Regions from separate parts of the Mus musculus genome. Here all the other regions are linked to region 6. The links are chromatin contacts, called in public ChIA-PET, HiChIP or PLAC-seq and promoter capture Hi-C maps. All regions are on one chromosome and are shown on one strand. The core of a region is the stretch at or near the end of the contact, and the rest is flanking DNA. Distances in the headings are between cores, read along the strand shown.

What was found. Promoter capture Hi-C pulls out the DNA fragments that hold promoters and counts their contacts. ChIA-PET counts read pairs in DNA pulled down with a chosen protein or histone mark. HiChIP or PLAC-seq counts read pairs in DNA pulled down with a chosen protein or histone mark.
Region 1: a contact with region 6 is called in a promoter capture Hi-C map of the HPC-7 cell line. The contact joins the promoter of Tmbim1 here to the promoter of Tuba4a in region 6. A contact is called at or near these places in 2 of 39 promoter capture datasets (the HPC-7 cell line and liver) and 1 of 115 datasets of contacts at active chromatin or transcription factors (pancreatic cancer cells).
Region 2: a contact with region 6 is called in a FOXA1 HiChIP or PLAC-seq map of pancreatic cancer cells. The contact joins the promoter of Vil1 here to the promoter of Tuba4a in region 6. A contact is called at or near these places in 1 of 484 Hi-C or Micro-C datasets (liver) and 2 of 115 datasets of contacts at active chromatin or transcription factors (bone marrow-derived macrophages and pancreatic cancer cells).
Region 3: a contact with region 6 is called in a promoter capture Hi-C map of erythroid cells, with 4 times the contacts expected there. The contact joins the promoter of Ctdsp1 here to the promoter of Tuba4a in region 6. A contact is called at or near these places in 4 of 39 promoter capture datasets (erythroid cells, liver and pre-B cells), 2 of 484 Hi-C or Micro-C datasets (CD4 T cells and liver), 4 of 115 datasets of contacts at active chromatin or transcription factors (bone marrow-derived macrophages, memory CD8 T cells, pancreatic cancer cells and 1 more) and 2 of 9 other capture datasets (liver and pancreatic islet).
Region 4: an RNA polymerase II ChIA-PET map of memory CD8 T cells shows a contact between it and region 6, with 22 read pairs. The contact joins the promoter of Cnot9 here to the promoter of Tuba4a in region 6. A contact is called at or near these places in 8 of 39 promoter capture datasets (the C10 cell line, the HPC-7 cell line, HPC-7-derived erythroid cells and 3 more), 1 of 484 Hi-C or Micro-C datasets (embryonic stem cells), 4 of 115 datasets of contacts at active chromatin or transcription factors (astrocytes, bone marrow-derived macrophages, extraembryonic endoderm stem cells and 1 more) and 2 of 9 other capture datasets (adipose tissue and liver).
Region 5: a contact with region 6 is called in an RNA polymerase II ChIA-PET map of memory CD8 T cells, with 95 read pairs. The contact joins the promoter of Arpc2 here to the promoter of Tuba4a in region 6. A contact is called at or near these places in 3 of 39 promoter capture datasets (liver, neutrophils and pre-B cells), 4 of 115 datasets of contacts at active chromatin or transcription factors (bone marrow-derived dendritic cells, bone marrow-derived macrophages, memory CD8 T cells and 1 more) and 2 of 9 other capture datasets (adipose tissue and liver).
Region 7: an RNA polymerase II ChIA-PET map of memory CD8 T cells shows a contact between it and region 6, with 23 read pairs. The contact joins the promoter of Aamp here to the promoter of Tuba4a in region 6. A contact is called at or near these places in 1 of 39 promoter capture datasets (liver), 1 of 484 Hi-C or Micro-C datasets (CD8 T cells), 3 of 115 datasets of contacts at active chromatin or transcription factors (astrocytes, memory CD8 T cells and pancreatic cancer cells) and 2 of 9 other capture datasets (adipose tissue and liver).

What each region holds. Positions count from the first base shown.
Region 1 is chr1:74,301,644-74,305,673 of GRCm38.p6, forward strand. Tmbim1 (transmembrane BAX inhibitor motif containing 1) reads right to left here and starts at 2,693. Exons shown (of 12, transcript NM_027154.5): 1 at 2,480-2,693. The region is part of intron 2 of Pnkd (paroxysmal nonkinesiogenic dyskinesia); the gene reads left to right.
Region 2 is chr1:74,408,058-74,411,628 of GRCm38.p6, forward strand. Vil1 (villin 1) reads left to right here and starts at 1,327. Exons shown (of 20, transcript NM_009509.2): 1 at 1,327-1,379.
Region 3 is chr1:74,389,895-74,393,839 of GRCm38.p6, forward strand. Ctdsp1 (CTD (carboxy-terminal domain, RNA polymerase II, polypeptide A) small phosphatase 1) reads left to right here and starts at 1,715. Exons shown (of 7, transcript NM_153088.2): 1 at 1,715-2,070; 2 at 3,384-3,532; 3 at 3,903-3,945. The coding sequence starts at 2,004.
Region 4 is chr1:74,504,712-74,508,607 of GRCm38.p6, forward strand. It overlaps Cnot9 (CCR4-NOT transcription complex, subunit 9), which reads left to right and starts at 1,349. Exons shown (of 8, transcript NM_021383.5): 1 at 1,349-1,750. The coding sequence starts at 1,727. Usp37 (ubiquitin specific peptidase 37) reads right to left here and starts at 1,110. Exons shown (of 24, transcript NM_001310662.1): 1 at 949-1,110.
Region 5 is chr1:74,234,573-74,238,222 of GRCm38.p6, forward strand. Arpc2 (actin related protein 2/3 complex, subunit 2) reads left to right here and starts at 1,945. Exons shown (of 10, transcript NM_029711.2): 1 at 1,945-2,327. The coding sequence starts at 2,254.
Region 6 is chr1:75,216,933-75,220,911 of GRCm38.p6, forward strand. Tuba4a (tubulin, alpha 4A) reads right to left here and starts at 2,362. Exons shown (of 4, transcript NM_009447.4): 1 at 2,261-2,362; 2 at 280-502; 3 at 1-43. The coding sequence starts at 2,263. A630095N17Rik (RIKEN cDNA A630095N17 gene) reads right to left here. Exons shown (of 3, transcript NM_001243090.1): 3 at 3,163-3,641. The coding sequence ends at 3,528.
Region 7 is chr1:74,282,190-74,286,008 of GRCm38.p6, forward strand. It overlaps Aamp (angio-associated migratory protein), which reads right to left and starts at 2,549. Exons shown (of 11, transcript NM_146110.3): 1 at 2,314-2,549; 2 at 1,697-1,852; 3 at 905-1,024; 4 at 222-361. The coding sequence starts at 2,434. Pnkd (paroxysmal nonkinesiogenic dyskinesia) reads left to right here and starts at 2,845. Exons shown (of 10, transcript NM_001039509.1): 1 at 2,845-2,948; 2 at 3,653-3,819. The coding sequence starts at 2,882. It overlaps Gm28364 (predicted gene 28364), which reads left to right. Exons shown (of 2, transcript NR_168296.1): 2 at 1-525.

The sequences.
Region 1 (4,030 bases), core at 1,443-3,942, 910 kb before region 6:
GCTGCCAAGCCTGACAACCTAAGTTGGCTCCCTAGAGCCCACATGGTGTAAGGAGAGGACCGACTCCCTGGAGCTGTCCTCTGGACTTCCACATGCATGCAGTCACCATCACACACAAATAAGCAAATATAATTTTTAAAAAGAACCACACCTGAATGGGGCATGGTGATATACACCTGTAACCCTAGCACTAGGTTAGCTCAAGCAGGAAGATCACAAGTTCAGGGCCATAAGAACCTGTGGGTGTGGGTAGGAGGACCAGACATGCCCTCATTCTCATGCCAGCTGAGCACCAGGATCCCCTGCAGGGTCTGCTCCCACCCTTAGGTCCAGCAGCTACTGGAACTTCCATGGTAAGATTTATAGCATAGCATGGAGGAAATCTAGGCAGCACAGAACCAGGAAAGTAGCATCCCTAAACATCACCCCCGGGGTCATAGACATGTACTGACCAGTCTATGTAAGGAAGTCTTACCTTCCTCCCTGACCAATGCATTATGTCCACGACGAGTAGAGGTCTGTGGACCCGTGCATCTTGTTCCTAGTTCTACTTCAAAACAAGTCCTGTTTTGGCCTAGACTCCCAAAATCTTAGTTAGGTTAAGGCTAGAAGATTCTATCAAGGTCAGCTCTTGTTCAGCATTGCCAAGAGAACTGAAGGCCCTCTGAAGATTTGTACCTCGCTTCGACGCTGGCTTGTTGAGATACGGTCTCACTCTGCAGCCCAGGTTGGCTCCAGGTCTGCAGCCTGGCCTGCAATCCTCCTTTTGCCTTTCTTCTGAGAAGGATGAGGTGCCGTGCCCCAGTGTTGTTACTGTTTTGTGAGGCAGGCACTTGCCCTATAACTCAGGCCACTCCACCACACACTCAGTCCCTCAGTCCCGGTGCTTTTACTCTGTCTTAAGGGCCCATGGTGAGAGGTCTTGGGTTGGGAGGTGCTCTGCTATAGATGGCTTCTATCTGAGGATCCCCCATTCTTACCGAGGAAGCTGAGCCTAAGTGCCTATTACCCTAGCCCATGAGCTTCTCCAACTACTTGCCAACTAATATTTTATTACCTCTTTGATCTGCCCAGTTTTACATGAGCAGCCCTGAAGTCAGACAGGAAATCAGGACCCTTGAAGCAATGGTCTCACCTCCCTTGAAACTATAAAGCAAGACCAGGGCCCCATGACTGGAGAGGTAAGAACAGGCAAGTGAAGAGGAGAGGGAGTATGGTGGCCTGTTTAAGGCAGACAAAGCAGCACAAAGAAGCACCTGGCTTGCCCAGCCACCACTGGCCAGGCCAAAGACACCAGCTTTGAAACCAAAGCTCACCACTGAGATAAATATTTCAGAGTCTCAGAGAACCAGACACCTGCCAGACCTTCCATGACAGCTCTCCCCACTTATCCGGTGTTTAGGTTGACCCTCAGCCCCATGGGTACCACCACCCATAGGCCACAGTGGAGTGAGTGACTGGGGAAGGATGCCCCGGGGAACAAGACCTGGTGAAGACAGTCCAGGCTCTGCCTTGGCAGAGAGCCTTCCATTCCTTCCTCCTTTTCTGGTTCCCTCCTGGCCCTCCCAAACCTGCTTTCCCTTTTCCCATTTCCCTGTTTCTTTTTTTTTTTTTTTTTTTTTTTTATTTTTTATTCTGACCTAAAGAGGTCACCAGGGCCAGGCAAGACAGCTTTCACCTGTAATACTCCCAGCACTTAAGGATCTGAGGCAACAAGTTCAAGGCTTGACTGGGCTACTGAGTGAAACTGTCTCAAATAAATAAATAAATAAATAAATAAATAAATAAATAAACCAACCAACCAACCAACCAACCAACCAACCAACCACAGTTCATCAGCTTGACTGTACTTTCTGGTAGGCTTCTGAATTACAGAGCAAAGGAACAGGAGCAGGCCAGGTTAGGAGTAGGAATGGCTTCTTCTTTAGACCTTAGGTTGGCCCGCTGGCTTCTCTGAGCTAGGGCTCCCTCCTCCCACCCCCCACCTTAGACAGATTCTCATCACCAGTTTTTACGCAGCCTGGTGACGCCAGGGCAAGCTCGAACAGCCCCGGGTGGGTTCCAAGCCTCTGGCTGGCTCCCTCCCTCCCTCTCCCCACCAGCTGAGGACCATGACCGCCTCCATTCTCACTTGCTGCACGGCCACTCTGGGGCCCCGGAGTGGGGGACACGTCCTCAGACAAACAAGCCACTCAGCCACTGAGAGGAGCACCCTACAAGAAGCGGGTCAGCTCGCGGGTGCGCACCGAATGCGGTTGCGCCACAAGCCCGGGCCATATGTCCTGCCCGGGCGCACATGGAAAGTGAAGACCGGAACAGGCAGAACGAAAGGACCCTAGCCTGGCTCCGGAGCACGACCGGAGTCGGCCCGCGCGTGCCAGAAAAGTTCGGGCGCCTGGGCGCAGCGCCGCCCCAGGCCACTTCCATTCCCCGCCGGTCTCGGGTCCCCACCTCCAACGGCCGCAGCCCCCTCACTTGCCTGCGCTGTTCCGGACCGTGAGATCCGCCTGGGCCTCCGGGCGCTGGCGAGGACTGGGCTGGGCCGGGCTGGACTGGGGCTCCGTGCCCCGCCCCGTCTCTCTCCGCCGCCAGTGGGGAGGAGCCGCCCGGCACCCCGAGACCTCCAGGGAGCGCTGGGGTCCCCTCCAGACCTCAACCACGACCCAGGTGTGAGTGGTTCACATTTACTGGAAGCAACGCCGGTTCGCAGCGAAAACCCAAACTCACTGGGAAAAAAATAACTTCTTTCCATGAATTCCAGACTCCACCCCAGTAAGAAGTGCTATTTATGCGTCATCAGTGCCTACATATCAGCGATTTGCGCTAGGGGCTTTAGAGCTAATCCTGTTGTCTTAAAAGTTGTTATTGGGTTTGTTTTTTTGTTTGTTTGTATTCTGGGTAAAAGAGCGATGTCGCTATGTACCTCAGGCTGGTCTCCAGCACTTGTCACCCGGCCTCAGCCCAAGTGTTGCAATTACTGACCCTGGTTTCACATAGTCAGATTTCACTGATTTTTTTTCCCTCTTTTTCTTTTTTGTCACTAACTGATCTTCAGCACTTTCGGTCTAGGGGCGTAGGTCAGTGGTAGATCTCTGGCTTTCCATGTGAGAGACCCAGCTGGGTTTCATCCCCATGCCAGGAAAACCAAACAACAAAAGAATAGTTTCAATGATGCACAATATTGTATCACATGGCTATGCTATGTTTATATCAATTCATTCTTAAAACTTCTTATTTCGTGAAAAAAAAATTTAAGTCACAAAAAAAAGAAAGAAAAAAAAAGAAAAGAAAAATTTAAGTCACAAAAAAGTCTGTGGTGACTAAGAATTCTGTGCTTGTAAGCTAACCGCCCTTTTCAAATGTAAAACTTCAAACACAGGCATGAGACTCCGAAGCTATGCTTGGAATCAGTCATGTGTCACTTAATGACAGGGATGTGCTAGGTTAGGAAATTTCTGTTTTGCAAACCTCATGGTGTGTTTACACTAACAGCTCACTATGTGTGACTGGGAAGTAAAAATAATCTTATAGCAGTTGGCAGTATGCTGGCTTAGGGTGCGAGCAGTCCTGGGTTCCATCTCCAGCACTGCATAAACAGTGGAAGTGGCATGTGCCCGTAATGCCAGATATTTTGGGAATGTTAATAATAAAATAACTTACCTCAAAGAGGTTAAGAGGAGCCAAATATGTGGCCATGGTCAGAGAAAACCAATATAGGTTATCCAAAAGTCTGTGTTCCAACATGGGAATCGTTTGGTGAAGTTTTGAGGAGGTTGGAAAGTCATCTTAATTAGGGTTTTATTGCTGTAAACAAACACCATGACCAAGGCAGCTCTTATAAGGACAGCATTTAATTGGAGCTGACTTACAGGTTCAGAGGTTCAGGCAATTATCATCAAGGCGGCATCCAGGCAGGCGTGGTGCAGGAGGAGCTGAGAGTTCTAAGTCTTCATCTGAAAGTCACTAGAAGACTGGCTTCCAGGCAGCTAGGATGAAGGTCCTAAAGCCCATGCCCACAGTGACACACTTC
Region 2 (3,571 bases), core at 77-2,576, 810 kb before region 6:
CTGGTTGAAGACATGTACAACGCACACACTGAAGAGGGATCTGGGGCTGGAGAGATGGCTCAGCGGTTAAGAGCACTGACTGCTCTTCCGAAGGAAGGTCCTGAGTTCAAATCCTAGCAACCACATGGTGGCTCACAACCATCCATAATGAGATCTGACACCCTCTTCTGGTGCATCTGAAGACAGCTGCAGAGCTACAGTGTACTTAGATATACTAATAAATAAATCTTTTTTTAAAAAAATGAAGAGGGATCTGAGACACCTCAAAAGAGATTATGAGCAGTGACTCACGGGTGATTATCTATCCTGGAGTTTTTCCTTTCCGCTTGGCTTGCAACTGGGTGGACAGACGCCCCTTTTCATTCACAAGAACGGGTGCTACATTATTTCTGAACAAAACAGCACCTGCAGTATGTTTACTGTCCTTGCTGACTATGAGCACGCGCACGCGCGCGCGCACACACACACACACACACACACACACACACACACACACACACACACATTCAGTCTCCAGAGCTCTTGGGAAGGTCAAGAAGAGGCTGCCCTCAAACACGATCTTCATCTTTCCCTCCTAAAGGAGACCACGATTCCAAGGTGGCAGAAGATCTACAGGGGGCAGAGGCAGGGAGGGGGAAGCAGGCCATGGTTTCCAGAGACCTACAGCAGAGGGCAGCAAGGCAGATCCCCAGGTCCAGGGCAGGGAGGTGGAGGCCCTTGTTCCGAGGAGAAGGCAGGCGGCAGAACAGGGTTCAAAGGCACAGGTTTATGGCAGCTCATAAAAGTGGAGGTCGTGGCTCACTCAGAAAGGAGGAAGAAGGGAAAGGCCCTTGTGCCCACTGAGCGAGGGTCATGCTGAGTAGGAGAGATCTGCAGGGGTGCCAGGAGCCCCACCTGTCTGTCCCAAGGGAACCCCAAGTGTGAACTCTGGCCTTGGGTGCTGAGTTCCAGCTACAAGACCCCAGGAGTCCTACTCCATCCCCATCCAGTGCCCCCTCGCCCCGCCACACCCCACCCCCGACTCCCGTGCCACTTCTCTAGGGCTGGAGGGTGGCCAGCCCTGGTGGGGGTTGCCTACCTGCAGGTAGAGCCCAGGTCCTAGCCGGAAGTGCACCCCATCCCTGAAGCTGCAGAGCCAAGGGCGGGGCACACGGCAGCTCAGGCTGTCAGGCTGTTGCTGGGCTCTAGGTTCCCAGGGACCTGGGCACCTACTTCCCCACCCCCCCATCCATTCTCTCTGGGGCCCTATCTTCCCTTATATGGTGAAGGAAGTTCCTGGGGGGGGGGTGGTGGTGAGGACAAAGGTCGTTCGGTCTCCTGCAGCCAGCTTGCCACAACTTCCTAAGATCTCCCAGGTGGTGGCTGCCTCTTCCAGACAGGTAAGGCAATTGGGTGGGGACACATGGTGACCACAGGTGGTTGGAGGGGACAGGGTCCTTGCTTCTCTCTGGCAGCCTGTGCTTTCTGTAGCACCTTGGTATAAGTTTGGGGGTGAGGTAAGGTGCTCTGAAACTCTGAAAGAAGCAAGAAGCCAGCAGGCTGTCTTGGGCCTTCAATGAAGGAAGTTCACAGACCCCCTTTCCTGTAAGTCACCTTCGCTTCATCTGTGTAGATTCCCTGGGACCAAGGTGGCTCCTGGGACTCAGATTTCTACAATTAAAATCAGGACAGTCCTGAGACTTGGACTCCGTGCCTGTATTTACTACTTCTCTCTGGCTGCTCATTTCTGTGTTCATGTCTTACACATCTGAAATGGTTTCTTTGTGTCACCATTCCCCTGACACTCCTGGGAGGTCGTATCCTTGGCACATGTATCCTGGGATGTAAGCTGCAGCCACCAGGAGAGAGGGGGAGAGTCAGGAGCTGTGTCCTAGGCCCTATTAGGCCTGGACATCACCCCTTTCCTAGAAATGGCCCCTCCATTTTTCGGTTACCATGATCTATTTTATATCAGAGTGGGCAGTGAAAGCCAAACCTGCCCAGAAGTTTGGGACTCACTCAGACCAAGGTTATCTGCTCAGAAATCCCCCTGTCACTTGAGGTTGGGAGAATCTGCCTCTGGGGGCTTCCAGGTCTTGGTTAGCAGGAGGGTATCCTTTGTATAGGGCATGACCTAGTCTATGGTGTTACTACATTCCTGTCCAGTTAAAAGCTGGAACTAAAACCCACGGCAGCGCCCAGGATTCTCTACAGTTGTACCCCAAGAACAACAAGACAGTAGATATGCAAGGATAGGTAGCTGGGGAGAAGAAGAACTTAAACCCCCCCAAAGGCCCACAGGTTCCGTTCCCTAGTTCACAATGCCAGTATGAGTGCTAGCTACTATGGGCTGTGAGTTGGTAGCTACAAGCATGAGTGATGTTCATGTGTGTAGTGTGTATAATCTGAGCACTTGGGAGGCTGAAGCAGGAGGATTGCTATATGTTTGAGGCCAGCCTGAGCTATAGAGCGAGACTTTGTCTTTAAGAAAAAAATGAAAGCCCAGCAGTGGTGGCACACGCCTTTAATCCCAGCACTTGGGAGGCAGAAGCAGGCAGATTTCTGAGTTCAAGGCCAGCCTGGTCTATAGAGTGAGTTCCAGGACAGCCAGGGCTACACAGAGAAACCCTGTTTTGAAAAACCAGAAAAACAAAACAAAACAAAACAAAACAAAACCCAAACCCAAACCCAAACCTCTCATCTCTCATCTCTCTAGGCTGTGTCTGTCTAGGTGGTAGAGTTTGGGGACTTCAGACTTATATATAAATAGGCCTTTTTATCACTGGTCAGAGACGAGAAAGGTTTCAGTCTGGGACACAGTGGGACCCTGAGAAAGTACTCCTTGCCAGCCCAAAAATTCTGGGAAGGCTTCCTGGAGGAAGTGTGTCCCGATTGAGTCTGGAAGAATATGAAGGAAGTGGGAAAGCCAAGGCAGAAGCAGCCTGGGTGTAAAGGCAGCAGTCAGACTACTGTTCTAGAAGGCAGAAGAGAGGGTTGGAAGAATGTTGGTGGACAGACAGTTGGAACAGAAGGACAGGAGGGGGAGGCATCCAAGATTCTGAACATGTAGCTGACTTTTGGTTCTCTGGGTGACAAGTGTCCCCCAGGGATAGGGCTGTAGAAAGGGGACCAGGGGTGAGCCAATGAGTTCAAGTTGAGGGACACATCCAGCCCAGGGTCCTTGCTGGCAAGCTAAAGAATGAGAGCCCTCTAACCCTCCCTGAAGTTTAGGGGAGACAGGAGAGCTGAGGAGATCCTTCTAGGGTGAAGGAGAGGTATCTGCTCTGACCAACATGGCTAGGAGCAGAAGCAGTTGGACCAGTTACCCCTCAGAACCAGCCATCCCCTCTTGGCTCTAAGGAGGCTGGGCCCCTTTCTGTTTAAGAATCTTACTTTTCTTCAGAGAGAGGCAGCAAGCCTTTGTCCCCTCCCTGTTGGTCAATAAACACCCCTGTGTGTAACATTAGTTTATTTTACTGTCAGTTTGCTCCAGGACAGTCCATCTGGTAGACCTCTGCTCCTAACTCACCAAGGTATGGCCCACATTCCTCACCCAGAAGAGTGCAGAAGAGAGCCTTAGAGAAAGGGTAAC
Region 3 (3,945 bases), core at 465-2,964, 830 kb before region 6:
AGCAGGGGCCAAGCTCCCAGCCCGCTATCTGCTGGGAAGCCACAGGACGCCCACCCCACCACACCCGGCCACAGGGCCCAGGGGAGGAAGTGAGGCGTGCGTGTGAAGGCTGGGCATTCGTGTTTTTAAAATTAAGGCGAATGAAAGGAACTTTGTAAGACAGGAAAAATAAAAAATAAAAATAAACGAACCGCAGCCCTAGAGCGGCGCAACTGAGGGGCTTCCTGCGAGAAGGCTCTGTATGCAAACGCAGATTCAGGCTCTGGCTGGGGTGTGTCACTACAGATCCGGTGACACGTGTGTTTAAAATCTGAACGGTTGCGGTCTCAGGCGCCCAAGGGCGGGCGCTGGGCCCTCCCTCCGCGGGCGTCCCCTGAGCACTCGGGAGCACAGCCAGCCCTAGACGGGGCCCCTCTAATAATCACAGATAGGGGCGGTGGGGTGGGGGTGGAGGGCCTCTAAACAAGGTGGTATTTCTTCTAGTTCGATGGGATTTGGCTCTGCCAAGGACGAAGGGGCACGTTTCAAGCCGAGGGAACAGCACGTACAAGATACAAGGCGCCCTGAGCAGCAGAGGCTCGGCTTCTGCCAGGGTTTGGCAGGGGAAGAGGGCGAGATTTGCTACAGGACAGTCGGTAAAGGTAGGCGCCGAAGTGGACTTTTCAATCCTGGGATGTTCTCGAGACTGCAGGGAATGCTGATAGTTACAGTTGGATCACGAACATAATTTAGGACTGGAGAGGTTCATCAGCCGTTAAGAGAAGTCCCTGCTCATGCAGGCCACCTGAATGAGTTCAGGTGCCAGCACTCAAGGCTAACCACTGCCTCCAACTTCTGCTCCAGGCGATGGCGCCCTCTTCTGGCCATTGAAGGCTCCGGCATTCATACACATACACAAAAATAAAATCAATCTATCTACAATTCCACAATTTGATGAGTTTGCATAACTGGGGCTAGCAAAGAATGCCTTTGGGGGGGGGGAACGGGATATTCACAACGTTAGACAAAAGACCCATTGTAGAGGCGGTGAGAAGGCTTGGGGGTAAAGGTGTCTACTGGCCAGCCTGACTACCTGAGTTTGATGCCTCTCCCAAAGAGAGGAAGAAGAGAACTTCTGATCTCCACTCGTAGAACGTGTATCCTCCTCCACACATAAATATAACTTTAAATTTTTTAGGGGCTGGAAAAATGGCTCAGGGGCACATGTCACTCTTAAAAGGACTCTATTTCCGCTCCTAAGGCCCACACCGGCTATTAACTCCAGTTCCAGGGGGATCTGACGCCCTCGTCCGGCCTCAGAGTGCACTACAAATATGTGGAGTACATACATAAACATATATATTTTTACAGGCCATACACATAAAATATTTCAATTAAAAAAAAAACTAAAACCCATTTTACAGAAAGTTAGCGTCATCCCATTTTCCAGAGGAACAAACGGAGGCAGATCGTGTCAGCACTTTGGAATGCGTGGAGGTGGAGCCCCGACGTCCTCGGGCACTCCCCGACTGGGCGCCTGGGGCGGGCCTCAAGTCCCGGGGCTCGGTGGCCCGCAGCGGCGGGTTACGGCTGTCCGCTCTGCCACGCAGCCGCAGAACGCTCGGTCCGGCCAGCACACCGCAGGAAGAGAGGCGACGCCCCCTGGATCTCCGCAGCAACCCGGCCCGCCTCCCAGCCCGCCGGGCCCCAGAAGTGATGAAAGCTGCGGCGGAGTCCCAGGCGCGCCGAAGCCGTTGCCCTTTTAAGGGGAAGCCTTGAAACGGCGCCCGGGTTCCATGTTTGCATCCGCCTCGCGGGGAGGAAACTCCATGTTGTAACAAAGTTTCCTCCGCGCCCCCTCCCTCCCCCTCCCCCCGAGAACCTGGCTCCCCTCCCCTCCGAAGCTCGCGGGGATCCCTCCCTCCCACCCTCCCCTCCCCCCCGCGCCCCGATTCCGGCCCGAGCCGGGGGGGAGGCCGGGCGCCGGGGCCAGAGTCCGGCCGGAGCGGAGCGCGCCGGGCCCCATGGACAGCTCGGCCGTCATTACTCAGATCAGCAAGGAGGAGGCGCGGGGCCCGCTGCGGGGCAAAGGTAGGCGGGCGGCGGGAGGGCAGAACCGGACTAGGGGCCGTCCCCGCGCTGCGGTCGCTGCCGCTGTCCCGGGCGCGCGCCTCGGCCTGGCCCGGCCCGAGCCCCGGCCAGTGCGGCCGAGAGAGTTTGAACTCCGCGAGAGTCTGAGGCGCTGGGCGGGGCCTGGCGCCACCAGTGCGCTCGAGGCTTCTCGTAGTGGGGAAACTGAGGCAGAAGGCGAGCGAGGGGCTGGCGGGCTCCCGGGCGTCACCCCCTCCCCCAGTTTGGCGCCAATGGGACGAGAAGGTGGGGGTGAGGCGGCCACCCGGCCACCCGCTGAGGCTCCGCCCCCTCCAGGCTGAGGTCTGGAAGGGGTGCCGAGGTGACAGCGGGCTGGGGAGGCTTGCAGGGATCTCCCGCCAACTAACTCACAGCCAGGTTCCCACAAACTCGGGCGTCACGCGTGGAGGTGCAGACGACACCTTCGAAGGCAGAGAGCCCCTAGCCTTGCAAGACAGACTTGGGGGCCTTGTATCCAGCTGGGCACGCGACACCCAGGCTGCAACAGGCTAGGCCGGTTGGCCTCGGGCCTGTGCACGCTTGCACCCACCCTGTAAGGGGTGCTGCCCGCCTATGCGGAGCCCCTAAGGCTCGCAAGAGTGGGGCTCACCCCTCCCTCCCCTGTGTGAATTTCAAGATTGGGAAGTCACTCCGGGTTTGTCCACTGTCCAGTTCCTCGCTCTTTGGGGGTTGGGGGGGGGGTGGCCTGGAGGCAGAAAGGATTAGAGAAGAGGCTTGGTGGGGGTAGGTCTGTCAATTTAGACAGGCCGCTGCAAAGAGACGGGGCGGGGTGAAGGAGGTGGGGCCGGTGGGGCTGACAGCCCTGGGACACTGGCCTCTGGGCCCAGGCTCAATGGGGACTTTGGACTCACTGGGTAGACAGAATGGAGGGAGAGTGGGAGTGGACGACAGGGCCCTGAGCCCTGAAGGTCCAGAGCAGGGGATGCTCAGGTAACGTCCACCTGTGGGGTCAGATGATTGAGAACCAACCGTGAGAAAAATCGGTCCCCTCCTTAAGCCATCTACTTCTTAAAGTGGCTGCCTTCCTAAAAAGCCACACCAGATTTCCTTAAGACGCTGAGCTGCAGGGGCCCTGAAGTGGCCCGTGGTGGGGCTCATGGAAGCGGGGTTCTCTGGAGGACAGCCAGCCAGAGCCACCCCCATGTGTCTCCTGATGGAGGGAGAATGCTCACATTCTCTGTGCTCAGGGATTTGAGACTGGAGTGCATGCAGCCCCTGCAGGCCAGTGTGCCCACATTCACGTCTTGCTTCAGGTGACCAGAAGTCAGCAGTTTCCCAGAAGCCCCGGAGTCGGGGCATCCTCCACTCCCTCTTCTGCTGTGTCTGCCGGGATGATGGGGAGCCCCTACCTGCCCACAGTGGGGCTCCCCTGCTGGTGGAGGAAAATGGCGCCATCCCTAAGGTTTGTGGCAATTTGGATGCACCGAGACCTAGCCGGAAGTAGACTTGGCAGATACAGATAGGGGTATAGGCCCGAACTTCACTGATACACGTGCAGATCCTAAAATGTGCAGAGGGAGGGCGCTTGCCTGCTAGGTCCCCCCCCCCCTTTCCAGCCCCACTGCAGCCTCCCAACCCACAGTTATGCCTTCCTTGCTGGTGGGAACTTTATGAGGTGAGGAAAAAGGATCCATATATCTTACCCCTGGCTCACAGTTTGCAAGACTCCAAGCTGGGGAGGGGGTAGAAGGTCTGGTCGGGTCCTCAGATAGAGAAATTTGGGGAGGGAAGCCCCTGTAAGAGGTGCCCTTCCAGCCCAGCCCTCCCCACAGCACACCCCAGTCCAGTACCTGCTTCCCGAGGCCAAGGCCCAGG
Region 4 (3,896 bases), core at 99-2,598, 710 kb before region 6:
TATGGAGCTGAAAATAAGAAAATCTCAAGTTATCAACATATAGCAGAATTTAAAGCTTAGAGAGAAATGGAAGTACAACAGGGGAGAACCCCAGTCCAAAACCAAATCATTTACCCTGACAAAATTTCTTACCAACTGATTACATCTGTCCTTGGGTCTTCAGTCCCTCCTTTTCCTTTTGCCAGTATGCAACACTATTCTTTTGAATATTCACCCAAATATTAACATGACAAATGACAAACATCATACAAACACACTAGAGCCTATCTGTCTGGCCCAGAAGCCTCCTCTAATACTTAACACAATAAACCAAAATGCCCCCTTAACATTCCCTCTTAGATTAGTTCTTTCAACTATAGACTCATCAGGTACTGTTAACTCGCCAAAGGAATATCTGAAAAACACTACAGTACAACTCTCCAACGACACGGAACTTTATTACCTTTTTATTTTTCTCCAGATTTTGATTTAAAATTGGTTCAATAGACACCGTCAGTGTCCTGGCTAGATATGGGTAGCAACCAAAGGCACGACAAAAATTACACTCCCTTTCAGCGAGTAATGTCTAAGAGGAGTAGGAAAGTAAAGAATGGTCAAGCGGGCGTGTGAATATCGCAGTCAAGGTTTTAATGGATATGTGGCAACAAAGTCACCTGTAAAGACAGCAGGCCTTGCAGGGAGGTACGCTGAGACCACCTGAACCTTGGTGAAGAGAGGCCAGATTTAGAATGCAGAAAGCAAGTGACAACACGGACGCGTTAAAGGAGAAGTAAAGGGGGCAACACTCGAACGGGGCACCTGTAAGGCATTGGGTATCCAAGGACCCGGGGCGGGCTAAGCAGCAGCCGGGAGAACTCTGAAGTGGACGCCGAGTGGGCGGACCGCAGGGGTGGGGTGGGGGTGCCGGGGAAAACGGCTCAATTCAGAAGCTGTCCCGGCTCGTCTTACCTGCGCTAGAGGGTCCCAGCTCCGGACAAGCTTGCCGGAAGCACAAAGTTCCCGCGGAGGGGGTGGAGCCGAAAGGCTCGGAAGGAAGGGGCTCTACTAGCCCCAGAGAGCGAGGCCGGTCTCTCTCCTAGCACACCTAAACCCGCTGATGGCGGGAACTATGACTACACGCAAACACGTACGGACGCACGCACTCTCGACGCAACCAGTCCAGGCGCGTGCGCGTAAGCGCGCAAGTCCCGCCCCTCAAGCATTCGCTCTGCCCCTCACCATGCCCAGCCCCTAACCCGGGCGGCCCCGCCCCCGCCGTGACGACACTGTAATACACATGCGCACCGTCCACTTTACCAACTTTGGCCCTCCTACCATTTTCCTCACGCGCAACCGCTTGAGCATGCGCAATTCGTGTCCTTCCAAGCCTGCTGGCCTTTTCCCGCCCTTGTCTGGCCTTCGGGAGAAAGTCAGAGTTCACGTCTCTCAAAGGATTTACCTGCGATGCTGTGGGGATACGAGGGCCAGTAGTTTGCAGACGTCATTTTGATCCCGAATCTGAAGGTTCAAAGAACATACTTTGAGATTATTTGCTAGGCCGAGGTCCGGGAGGCGGGAAAGGGCTGGGTGGGCGGAGGGTCAGAGGTGAGAGGTCAAAGGCCCGCGAAGGGGGCGGAGCGAGGCGGAGGCGGATGGCGGCACTTCATCTTGGGCATCAGAGCCGCTGAAGCTGGGACGCGGGTCCGGTGCGTCCGGCGGGAGGAGGAGTGCGGCGGCCGCTCCAAACATGCACAGCCTGGCAACGGCAGCGGTGAGTGGTTGCTCCCGCTCGGATGTCCGTCTCAGCCTGTTTTCTAGCTCCCAGATCCGGGCCCTGAGTCCAGCTGCTCCTGCCCCTAGTCGCAAGGTCTGGGGGTCTCCACACGCCGACCGTGGCGGAGCCGGACCCCCGCTGTTCCCTCTCATCCCCTCCCGCCCCCTCTCCTGGCCTGGCGCGCGGCCTCTCGCGTTGTTTGCCAGCGCCAAGGCCTGGTCCCGCGCCCCGCGCTGCCCCAGCAGGCCATTCATTGATTCCTTTGCGCCTGGCGTCAGTTTATCTGGACGCGGGTTGTGAATGCTGGGCGTCGGCGGGGATGAGGATACTGCCACGGCCATTCGCTCTGGTCCCGTGATCCTAGACTTCCTCGCCTAGGCACATCTCAGTGGTTCGGAAATGGGCTTCTAGCTCAAGCCACTTGCTTTTTGCATGAGGAAAGACTTCCTCACGCCTCGCGTTTTATCTTTTAACAAGAAAAGCAAATCATGTATTATACCTCCCTAGAGTCGTACTATGGCTTTCGGTTAAATTTAGAGAAAGTAGACTCCTTCCCTGGCCTACAAGCCCTGTATGATGTGGTCCTTAGTCACGTTTATGGGCTTGGTTTTTGTCACTTGCTCCCTAAGCTCCGACCAAGAAGTATATGAACTTTTCTGTTACATATTCTCTACCTGGAATGTCTTTCTTAGGACTCTGCCTCCATACATACACACAAGTTTACCTCAGAGTGACTTTTTCCGACCATATTCATAGTAGCTTGTAACCCCAACATTTTCTCATATAGAGCACCGATCCCACGGTTTAATTACTAGACTTTTATATTTTATTTTACTTTTACTTGTGGGTTGTCTGTACTCTGTAAGTCAGGGGCAAGTATTTGGTGAGGCCTGTTCACTTGTTTTCCCCACCACTGGGACAGTTCCTACTACAGTAAGGTAAGCACTCAAATAATGCTGACTGAATGGCTACACTCACAACCATACTGGAAGCAGCATAGTTTAAAGACACTTCCAAAGGCCAGTTTCACTTTGTTTCACCAAGGGGAAATGCTATCAGGAAAATAATGTATTTAGATTACATTATGAGACAACGTAACATAATGACTAAATAAAATATGAAAAACTACCTTAACTTCAAGTATAAAAAGAAATATTTAGGACAGCCGTGCTTGGGATTTCTGTGAATTTTGAGGCCAGCCTGGTCTATATGGAAAGTTCAGGCCACCATGATAGCATAGTGATATCCTGACCAAAAAGAAAAGAAAAACATCCTCCAGAGGGTGGTGGCAGCACCTCTGTAATATCAGCTCAGACAGGCAGATCACAAGTTCAAGACCAGCCTGGCAATTTAATAAGACTATCTCAGAAAACATTTTTAAAAAGATGGGTAGAGATATTAATTATAGGAGAATATTTGATCTGGCATGTGTGACACCCTTGGTTCAGTCTCCAGAGACTCCTCCCAAAAGTAAACAATCTGATTGGCATGACAATGCTTTTAATCCCAGCACCCAGGGAAGCAGAGGCAGGCAGATCTCTGCATTCAAGGGCAGCCTGGTCTACAGAGCGTTTTATTTAGGCCAGCCTGAGATACACAGTAAGATGCAGTCTCAAAAGGGAAGAAAAAAAGCAAGCGACTCAGCTAAGTGTAACTGAGACCTAGACAGGAACACATTGCTCAGGAACCAGTGAGGTGGCCTAGTGGGTAAAGTCACTTGTTGCCAAGTGTATTGACCGGAGTTAAGTCCCCAGAACTCACAATACACACAAACTAATAAACATTCATTTAAAAAAAACTAAGAACATACTACTTCATGAAGTTGATTTCTTCTTTTCAGAGCAAGTAATATTTTATATCCTGTCTCTGTTTATACTTGTTAAAATTCTTAAGGGACTATAGTTTCCATAGGTGTGTGTGTGTGTTTATTTAAGCACAAATAAAGTATATATGTAAGCCACATACTCATTTCCTTCATTGTCAGCCTGATTGGTAACTGAAGGCCAGCTGTGTTGTTTTTTTCTGTAGTGATTTTGCAGTTCTTAGAGGAAACACTGAGAAATCTCAGCATAGTAGATTTGTTACAAAGAAACATTTCAAGCTTTCTAATGCTGTAGACCAGAAGTTTCCAGAAGCCACTGGG
Region 5 (3,650 bases), core at 695-3,194, 980 kb before region 6:
TTGAATGGCCTTATTTGCTAAAATCTGTTCCTTGGGCAACCCAGTGTGGAGTCCAGAAGAGGGATCTCAGGGATATTTATGGAATAAGGAAGGAAGTAGTCTAAGGATTGGGCTAAGGTGACTCAAGCAAGAAAAAGCAAGTAAGAACCGGTAGGCTGTGCTTTCCAAAGCAAACTTTACTTCTCTTCAGATTGTGCATGCTCAGAAAAGGGCAGCACAAATACCTTCTAAGGGTGGAGTCTTGTCCCTCTGTAGGTGACAGGTCAGCTGTCAGAAACCTGCCTAAACCTGAGGGGCCTATGGCCTCAGTGTGAGAAAGACGATGCTGTTGTCAACTTCTTGAAAAAAAAATAATAACTCAGGCAAAGATTAGACACGTCGTAGGTGTCATCTTTAGCAAAGCTAGTGGGACTCTATTGCTTAGCATACACATTTGTGCTTTGGGGTTTGAGAGATGGCTCAGCAGGTAAAGTACTTGCTAGGCAAGGCTGATGACCTGACTTTCATCCCAGGATTCCACAGTGGAAGAAGATAACCAATGTCCAAAAGCTGTCCTCCAGCCTCCACTCAACAACCACGATGCACATGTACTCTCCCTATAATAATAAATCTTAGAATTCCATATTTGTTCATTTGCTTTGAGACAAGAGACAAGGTCTCACCATGCAGTTCTGGCTTGCTTGGAACTTGCTGTGTAGAACAGACTGGCCTGGAACACACAGAAATCTGCCTGTCTCCACCTCCCGAGTGCTAGGATTAAAAGTATGCCTCACCACAAGCAGCAAAAAAGATTTTTTTAGAGACAACTGAAATGAAGTAAGAAAGGCATATTGGTGTGAACTGAGAATCCCAGAACTTGGAGACACCAATACATGTTCAAGGCTAGCCAGAGCTACAGAGCAAGTCCCTCTTTCAAAAATCTGGACAAACAGGGCCAGGGCGTGGCTCAGCAAGTTGTGCCTGTTGTTAAGCCCGATGACCTGAGTTCAATTCTCAGGATCCATGTGTTGGAGAGAGAAGGGAACTGACTACCAAAAGGTGTCCTCTGATCAATATCAAACAAAATTTTTTTTTTTATTGCATGGAGAAGAGGCTTAATTAAAATTGTTCCTGGAAGAGAAAAAAGTGGAAACATGGTACCCAAGCTGAAAGGACAGGTGGCGGTGGCGGCACTTAAGCAAAGAAATAAAGGTATGACAGGAATCCCTAAGGCCCATCTGGATTCCTTTCCTTTATTGCCCAATAACAACGTGGAATTTATTGCGTTTTTGTTGTTGTTGGTTTTTTGTTTTTGTTTTTTTTTTTTTTTTGGTTTTGGTTTTTCGAGACAGGGTTTCTCTGTATAGCCCTGGCTGTCCTGGAACTCACTTTGTAGACCAGGCTTGCCTCTGCCTCCTGAGTGCTGGGATTAAAGGCGTGCGCCACCACGCCGGGCTTTTATTGCGTTTCTTTTAGCAGACCATAAGCTTTAGAAGGTCAAGTCCTCATCTATTGCATTAATCACTGTATCCCTGGGAAGGAGAGATGGCCACTAAACAGTCGCTGGCGAAGAATAGGCACAACGGTGCTGCAGGGTAGCCCTAAGCACGGAATGAGCAAAAAGCACCCACAAGTTGGAAGCAAGGGATCCCCCCCACCCCAAACAAGCTTCTTAAGGGGGCTTCTGAAATAATATCGGAAGGGTGGAATCAGGCTTCTGGAATATTCGCGAAAGGGGCAGGTGGATTGTACGGACAACGGGGAATGACAGGTGAGCGTAGGACTCTCCTGGTCAGGAGGAGCGGGGCGGCGTGTGGCGCATGCGCACGCATGCCCTCTGCCTGCCTCCTCACCGGGACGCGCTTGCGGGCGAGTGCACGCGCGAGGTCGAAGCGGAAATGGCGCCGCGGGGCCGCGCGTGCGGGCGGCGAGCGGAAGTGGGTGTGAGAGCGGAAGTGGCCGGCTGGAGCCGGGGGCTGGGCGGGGACCGGGATCGTCAAGTAAGGCGGCGGCGGAGGCGGCGGCGGCTCGGCAGGCGGGTTGAAGCTTCGGGGGCCAGGTCGGTCGGGTGGTGGCTGCCTGCTACAGGCAGCGCGTGCCGGGCCAGCGCGTGTGTCCGCCTCTCCCCACCCCGCTCCCCGTCCCCTTCTCCCCTCACCTACCGCACCCAGCCCCCCTCGTCAGGGGCAGCGGGGCCGCTCCCTCCGTCCTACCCTCGATTGCCCACCCTCACCGCCCTTGTTTCTCCTTCCCCTGCCCGGGGCAGCCGCCGCCATGATCCTGCTGGAGGTGAACAACCGCATCATCGAGGAGACGCTCGCGCTCAAGTTCGAGAACGCGGCCGCCGGGTAAGCGCACGCCGGGAGGAGGCCGAGTTGACCCCAGCTAAATCCCGGGTGGCGTCCAGCTCCCCAGCCCTAGAGGGGGACAAATCGGGAACCTGGCGCGGCTTCAGGGTTTCCCTGGCAGGATGGACGTGGGAAGCCACGGGGCGCGGTGAGCCGAGGGCCTGAGATGCGTGGGGAGAGGCTGAGATAGGGATGCGGAAGCAGCGAGAGGACAGGGGCAAGGCGTGCCAGAGAACAGGAGACCTGTAGGACGTGAGGGCAGCCGAGGCCAGAAGTCACGCCCGAGAGCCTACGGTCCTCAGGGGGGAAGAGAGGGGTGCACTTCCCTCTGTCTTTTCCGTCATTGTACCGAACCCAGAGAGACCCTTTTGGGGAAGCTGGATTGAATGGAGTTTTCAGGAATTCCCAGGGCGAGGTGGGAAGAACGTGTAGGCCCAGATCGCCACCAGCATTCTGCTTCCCCACCCCCATCTCTCGAGACCCCAGGAAAAGCAGGAGGCAAGACTGAAAGCAGACCCAGGCTGCTAGGGGGGTAAAAAAAATCTCTAACCTACTGTGAAACTAGCCATTTTGTTATATATCCTTTAGGCAAAGCCAACGGTTCTCCATCCACACTCTCTTTAGCTCTCGAGACAAGCTTGCTCTATTTACTTATTGGTTGTGTGTCTTAAATTCTTATCAAAGACCCCGGTCTTTGATTTCTTCTGTAGTAATGCCGACTGGGTTAATAGCTGCTTCTGCTCCCAGAATCTATAAAGTTCTTAAGATAACCATTTATAACATCAGCATCTTAATATATGGGACGTATTTCCAGCCCTCTCTGTCATACACAAAAAAGCAAACTCCTCCCTTAAAGCCGCGTTGCCTCTCTAATATATTTAAAACCTGAGCAGAGGAATTGGGTTTTAGGTTCTAATTTATGGTGGCCTGTGGCCATTCCTTTGCCTCATTTCCTCATTGGTAAAGGTGGGGCTTCACATTTTGGTTTCACAGTTAGGAAATAAGTGCAGGCTGTTTTCTGTGAACTAGGAACTAGAAATAGGAAAGTGCTTGCCGATCCACAGAGGGAAGAGGACTGGGAGAGGGGGAATTCATTCATTCTCCCCCTTTAATTCTAAGCATTTGTAATGAACTTGTGGTTCACAGACATCGAAAGCATGAACCCACTACTTACTCGGAATACATTGTCTGCTCCGTCTCTTTTGTAAGGTTACAGATTTTACCTGCAAAACAAAATGGGACATTCCTTGAATTGGTGCATTCAGTGTCATGCTGTTTCCTGCCCTGGACTGCAGTTGAGCATTTGTGCACCTCACTTGTTTC
Region 6 (3,979 bases), core at 1,112-3,611:
TCTGGGTGGAAGAGCTGACGGTATGGGCCATTTCGGATCTCATCTGAAAAACCATATATCACATTGCAAAAACCACCTGACTCTGCTCCTTCCCCCTCCCCACCCACTGAGTGGCAGCTGAAGCCAGATAGATAAAAGAGCTAGCTCATCCTTCTGCCAGCATCCATCTTCAGCTTCAAATAAACCAAGAGGCTTCAAAGATCACAAAAACCCAGCCAAGACATTCTTCAAGAGACACTCCACTTTCCTCAAAAGGGGACCCCTCCCCCCCTTGCTCACCGATTACAGTAGGCTCCAGGTCCACAAAGACTGCCCGAGGCACATGTTTTCCAGCTCCAGTTTCACAGAAGAAGGTGGTGAAGGAGTCGTCCCCTCCACCAATGGTCTTATCGCTGGGCATCTGCCCATCAGGCTGAATCCCATGTTCCAGACAGTAGAGCTCCCAGCAGGCATTGCCCATCTGGACACCTGCCTGCCCCACATGGACTGAAATGCACTCGCGCTGAGGGATACAGAGAAGGTCACAGCATAAGTCCTTACCCACAACTACCCACTTCATTCGGTTCTTTCTCACCCTTTTGCCTATTGGCTGAGATTACTCAGTTGGTAAAAGTATGGTAAGGTTGGGACTCATGGTGGTCAGAAGCAGCTGGCAGCCTCTCCAGTCTCCTCAGCACAGGGCTCCCCAGACTGGAGGTAGCCAGCAGGGCAGACCAACCCCTTAGCCTACTTCTCAGTAGAGAATTTACCAAGTGAGAGCTGTATAATCCTGTTACATCCACAGGATACACAGGACAGAGAGGACATGCACACCTGACAGGCAGGGCTTCAGCAATTATAATAAGGGTGCAGGGAGAGAAAGACACAGAGAGGGATAGACACCGAGAGACAGAAGACTTTCCAGTTGCTTCCAGATCGTGCAGCGTCTAGAAATATGTTTTATAGTTTATAGCCAGCAGCTTCCTCCCTGGTTAATCTTTGCCTTGAAAATTCTCACAACCCTCTCCCCTTCTTTCCTGTGGGCAAAGAGGTGTCTCAACCTTCCATCTGGTATCAACTGACCATTCTGGCCTTCAGGATGCTAGAACCTCCACTTTTAAGTTCCATCTGGCCCTGAGGGATCAATCCCATCTGGCTCCTCTCCCCACCTCCACCCTCACACTCTGCGTTGCTTCACCACCTCCATCCTCGCCTCAGCCCACATGGAAATAGCAGCGATAATACGGGTAAACGCTGACGGCAGGGGCAGGCAATACAGGTATACATACTGGAGCCCTGGCAACTTAAGGCTACATCTAGGTGGTCCATAATTTAACCCCTGCAACGCCCAGGTCTATAGAACCTGTGCGCCTCCCTTTTCACAACCAAATGGCGCGTGGGGGCGGGGTGGGGCACGACAATTTCTAAATACCCAGAAAAGGAAGTGGAACCTGCTAGGAGGCCCTTGAGGAAACCCGCCTTGCTGCACAAGCCAGGGGAACGCCATCTGTACCTGGGCCCTACGTCTGCTCTCCCACTGGAGTCTTTCCAGTTACTTCCCAGTTGAAAGCTCGGGTTGGATTTCTGCCCCCGCTCCGGGCTATAAATACAAACCCCTTCATACACCTCTCTCCCTTCCCCCGCCACCTGGCCGAGGCCGGGGCTGTCGATCAGCGCCAGCTGTCTCTGCCTGTTCTCCGAGCACCCGCGAGCACCCGCACTCGGGTAGGAGGGGCCCGCTGGCCTCCCGAGACCGAACCCCATTCCCGCCACCCCTCCTGGCTCAGGAGGGGGTGCTGAGTCATGTGGGGGGTGTAGATGGGAAGAAGGCACACGGAGGAAGACGGGGTGCGGTACCAAGTAACCCCTTAAACCAACCGGCGCCAGGCACGTGTTCGGTCAGTTCCAGGGACTCACTCAGGGGGTATGGGTGGCGGGGGCAGCTGAGCAGGTCTTCTGCTGCCGGAGGAGAGCACTGGGTACGGAACCTCGTGACTCCCCTCAGGAGGGTTGGAACACAGACGCTTGGTAGGGCAGGAGGACACTACAGAAGGGCTCCTCTCTGCTAGTGAAACACCCTCCCTCAGTCCCCAGCTTCTGAAGGTGGACAACACACTAGGTCAAAGTCACCGGGAGAGGTGGGGGAAGTGCAAAACTCTTACATCTCCTGGAAACTCGGAATGCTAAGGAAAGGGTCTTCAGATCTCTAGTGGAAGGTTCCCCCAGAGAAGCGGGACATTTGTTTATAGGACCGGAGAGATCCTGGCGGGGCCTCACTCACCATGATGAGTTTGGGCTGTACGTCTCACGTAGAGTCGGGGTCACGGGTCTCGGTGAGATCTGCGGAGCTGCAGTGCCGCACCGCTCTTATAGGCAGGAGGCGGGACCTGCGCGCTCAGCCCGCCCACCATGGGGCGGGGTGGTTTAAAGACTACATCCCCGTCAGGATAGGTGGCCACCAGGGGAGTGAAACCTAGGCGTATCCCCTCCCCTTGCCGCTCCGGATTCTCTCACCTGTCGGGTTTGGCTTAGAAGCAGCGGCCCATATTCGTTCCTAGTTTTGAGCCGATGTCCCGGATTCCGAAGGTCCGAAGCAGAGACGCAGGGTGCGGTGGCGGAGCGTGTCTCGAATGCACCCGCGTCATGTAGACGCTCATGGTGCAGGTATTCCGATTTAGGGCGGATGAAGCTCAAGCAATCCTTCAAAAGCGGCTGTCCCCGGCCTTCTCCGCTGTCCTCCCAGCGTCGCCTCCCGGGCTCGGGCGGGTTGGGCAGCTGGGACTGGTCGCCCGAGACCCCCTTACAGCAGACCGCCGCCTGCTGGTCCCCGGCCGAGTTGGTAGGCTTTCGCCCACACCTGTAGGAGGCCGAGGACCTAGAACTACAGAGCCTGAGCCCCAGGGTGCCGATCCGGTAGACTATCCCTCAAAGCCGAGCGGCGCAGCCAATCTGTGAGGGCCGACGCGAGAATCTGCCACCTTTCACCGGCCAGGCCACTCGCTGGTCAGAGGCTCCGTCATTAGCGCCGTCACTATTAGTTAGCTCCCCGCCTCGACCACCTACCTGCTGCGGTGGAGCACAGAACCTGGAGCCTCTGGAACAGCATCCGGTCGGCCTTATGCAACCTTGGGCAAGTGACTTAGTGTCACTGAGTTCTTGGCTTGTACAGTCGAAGAGATACCTCCTTTCTACGTTTTATTTCCATTTCGTACTAGGACAGGCCTTTCTAAAAACTATTTCTGCTTTCTCAGACATACATCACCCCCACCGGAAAAAAAATCCCTCAGGAGGAGCCCAGGTGCTGGTTTTCATGGCCATAAAAATTCTGACTCCTAAGGTAGTCATCACTTGAAAAAGATTTCACCAGCATGGGCTTCCATTCTCTTCTTAGGGACAGAGCTGTTTGTCAGCATAACACAAGGCCGAAATATATACAGCAATGGCAGACGTTCTATCAACAAAGTAGCTAGTGGCATTTGACTTAAGAGAAGTCATAGAAAAGAATACAATACATTTCACAAGATCTCTTTCTAGTCCTTGACATCTGGTTAGGAGAATTTCGTTGGGAGAGGCTGAGTGTGTAGTTCGGTTGGTAGCATGCTGTCATCATTTGTGAAGTTCTGGGTTTGATCCCTAGCACCATGGTTGGGAGAGGGTCTCCTCTGTAAAAAGAAAATGGACACGGACATTTGGTTAAGCCGCTTGCAATCATGGGTCATGGTCTGTGCAAAGGAATGAGTCTTGATGATCACAGGACACAGTGGCCACTCTGAAGATCTTCTCGTTTCCTATGAACCCACACGGCACAAGGGATAGAAAAAGATCTGAACAATTAGGCAAAACTCTAAACCTGTTTGGCCTTCAGATTCCGTTCTTTGTAAAACTGAGGTAACCACTTCAGTCTTGAGGTCAGACAGGCACAGGATTGTGTACAAGGCTAGCAGAGCAATGTATAAGGAGCCACCTGAGCCCCCACAGCTTCCACTCACACTTAGTATAT
Region 7 (3,819 bases), core at 1,299-3,798, 930 kb before region 6:
TCAGCAGGCAGGGCCTACTACCCAGCCTACCTAAGTCCATGAGCCTCATCTAAGGTGTGACCTTCTAAGGTCAGCGAGAACTTTACAGGCGAAGAGATACATTGCTAGAGCTGGGCTGCTATGGCTCTAGGCAAACTTCTCCAGGCTAGATCTGGATCCGTCTGCCGCTATCCCTCTCACTTAAGGTCCCAAAGAGTGGAAGCTCACTCCAAGGATCTCACCTCCAGGTCTCCTGCTTCAAAGGACCAGACTTCTTCCTTGGTGTCTACCTGCCATACTTTCAAAAGACCACTCATGTCCCCTGTGGCCACTAGGGTGGAATCGTGACTGAAACCAGCGCATGTCACAGAGTCTTTGTGGCCTGCAGCAAAGAGAAGTAGGCAGGTTTTAAACTCAAGTTTGCCTAAGAGATGTACCAAGTTTGAGGCCAGCCTTGCCAACATCCAAGGCCAACCCAACTATATAACCTTTAAAAAGGTGGCAAAAAAGAACATTAAAAAATACCTAAATGTTGGGGACAAGTGACCCATGCATCTAGTCACTGTTTAAAGGCAACTGAGCAGAAAAGAAAGTAGGAGGACCTCAGCAAAGAAGGGGGCCAAACTTGCTGCAGCTCCAGGGACTAGCACTCCCGTTTCCCAAGAACAGATACTACTGGCCCCACTGTTAAGCAACCAGAGCCTATCTTCTCTGTGCCTCTGTCTACTCCTACCCCAGCACCATGCTCATCTCAGCCAGCCTCTCTTGGCCTATTAGCATGTCCTGTCCAAATGCCTGCCAAACAGTTCTTCCATTGTGGGTCCCTGAATCCGGCACAAGACAGAGGCTGGTAAACGGCAGCTGGGTATTCTCAGGGGCCCCCTGCCAGGACATCCAAAGGAACACAACCTCCCCAGCCTCTCACCTGCACACTCAAAGAGCAGCTCTCCATCACCGAGCCTCCACACGAAGGCCTTGTCGTCTTCGCCCCCTGTCACTGCCAAGGTGTTGGTTTTGGGGTCCAGGCTCACACAGAACACAGACGCTGTCCCAAGACATAGTCCATGAGAATGGGGATGGAACCGGGTTCTCACCTAGAGCTCTGTCTTTCAGAACCTTCAGGAAGCACACTCCCTTTTTCCCCAAAGCCATAGCTGCTCTTTCCTGGGACAGCTGCATCCAGTTCTTGTCTGGAGCCTCAGGTTGTTAGAGAAACCCTTCCAGAGCCCACAGAGCTGTGACCTCCTCTGGAGCATAGCCCCCTGCTGTGCTGTTCCCCTTACCACGTTCTCTGAGGTGCACAGCTGACAGGACAGGCCATACCAGGCTAGGTATGAATTAAGTTATGAGAGTTTCATGAGGCTGGCATCCGAGATTATTATTAATGCCCCTTCTGGAATGTAAACTACCTTTAATTTCCACTTAGGTTACTTCCATTCACTTTCATACAAGATTTTATATATATATATATATATATATATATTTTAAAGAATACCAAGATCCAGAAAGCTAACAAAGCTGACAGACTGCTAAACAGCAGAGGTAGGATTTGAACCCAGGGGTCACACTTAACCCCAGTGCCCTATGGCCCTTCCTTTGAATATCCTGCAGGCCAAAGTAGGTGGCTTTCACTTTGGTCTCTTATAATAGCTGCCTAGGACCAACAGGCCATACTCAAAAGCCCATCTGCACTGATCTGAGATGTTCAAAGGCCTACCTGAGTGCAATGCAAAGGTGACCTCACTATCATCCGGGCCCTCCATGCTACCGACCACCCCTTCCTGGGGTTCCAAGACCCAGCCCTCGTCATTGCCCTCTTCTTCTTCTTCCTCTTCCTCAAAGTCCACGTCTTCCATCTCCTGGGCCAGATCATCTGCTTTGAGAGAAGCGTTAAAAGATGGAGCTCCAAAGATAATACAAGGAATGGGGTAAGGGTTAAAGAATGAAAAAGGTGAAGCTAGGGTGGGTCGTGTGGCCAAAGGTTAAGATGTTGTCTCACACGTACCGAGCAGGAAGAGAGCACTTGGGGGGCGGGGAGGGGGAGAGAGGCTAGGTCTGAAGATCTGGTGTTGGCCAGCGACCGTGTGGGAAGAGAGGACAGAGGGCATGATGGGAAGGGGGTGTGTGAGGGGAAGGGCTAGGGGAGGCGTCAGGGAACCCCCACCCAGCCAGGCCTAGAAACTAAAGGTGGGGGGTAGGGGAGGAGGTCTGGGAGAGAAATGTCGGTAGGAACGACCGGTAGGGAAGGGGGGAGGGGGGACTGGGGAGAAGCAGGGGTCAGAGGCCAGGGGTGAGCGCCTCTTGTCCCGTGGCCTCAGGAGCGTCAGTTCTCACCCGGGTCCGGCGGGCCTGGATCCAGCTCTACCACCTCAATGATCTCTTCATCTCCGTGAAAGCTCAGAGTCTCCAGAGGCGGGGTGTCAGCGGCCGCTCCGCTCTCCGATTCGGACTCCATGCGGCGAAAGCTACCGATCCACTTCTCTGGGCCCAAACGCCTCCCAGAGTCAGCTCTGCGCGACGACGCGGAACTCGAGCCCCTCCTCCCGGGAGGAAGTAGGCGTAGGTGACTCCCGGCCGAAAGAGCGACGGCATCCGGGCCAATGGCGACAGTGGTGGACTAACAGAGCCGCCAATCATAAGGCAGAACTAGGATGACCAGGCCGGGGCGTGGCGGGAGAGCCCAAGCTCCACCTTACATGACTCCGCCCCCAGCTGAAGGGAAACAAGCGAGCGTGCGCGCCTCCAGGGTCTCCTGGGAGGAGTAGTTCTCCGGGGCCCGCTACGCGGACTTCTGGGAAATGTAGTTTTTGCTCTGTAGGCAGGACGGAAGGCGCGGGGGAGGCCCCTTACGCAAACTACAATTCCCGACGGGGAGCGCAGTGAAGGGGGGTGGGACCCGAACATGGCGGCGGTGGTAGCTGCTACGGCGCTGAAGGGCCGGGGGGCGAGAAATGCCCGCGTCCTCCGGGGTAAGGAGAGGGACCCTCGGGAGGGCAGGGTTTTAAAAGATTCCGTTTCCTTTATATCCCACCCAGCGCGACAGCAGGAAGTCAGCATGCCAATTGCTGCCCACACCTCTCTGCAAGATCTTAGAGAGTCTGGGGGTGAAAAGATGCTCTAGAGGTCACCCAGTCCAACTCCTGCGTTTAGGTTGCGCGGCGTGTCTAGGGTCTTATTGCTAGAGAGGGTACCAAAGAAACCTTTAGACTCCCGCGCCCCAGGGGTTTCACACTCACCGCAGTGCAGAGGAAAGAGCCCTGGGCATCTGGAGGCTTGAGTTCTAGCACTGAGTAATTAGCGGTTTGACCTTGTGCGAAGCAGCTCGTCTTCGGGCTTCAGCTTCCTCTTCGACGGGATGGAGTTAGTTATCCTTAAGGATAGCTTAAGGTCCTGCAGTTTTAAAACAGTTCCCCGGATTTCCTTCATACGTATGTCTCCGGTGAGTTCCTCTGCAGTCCTTCCCAGCCTGACTTCTGAATAGAACAGCAGCGAAGCTCACTGCCTTGGCACCAGGGTGAGGAGCCCGCAGTGACGTTTAAGTAGCCTTCCAAAGGTGTCACCCGATGGCGATTTTCCCATTTCTCTTTAGATTCTTCACTGCACTTGTTACTCCAGACTGCAGTCACTCCCCTTCCTCATCTCCCATACTGACATGCCATACTTTCATTCACAGGGATCCTCTCTGGAGCCACAGCTAACAAGGCTTCCCAGAACAGGACCAGAGCACTGCAGAGCCACAGCTCACCAGAATGCAAGGAGGAGCCCGAGCCCCTCTCCCCTGAGCTAGAATACATTCCCAGAAAGAGGGGCAAGAACCCCATGAAAGCCGTGGGGCTAGCC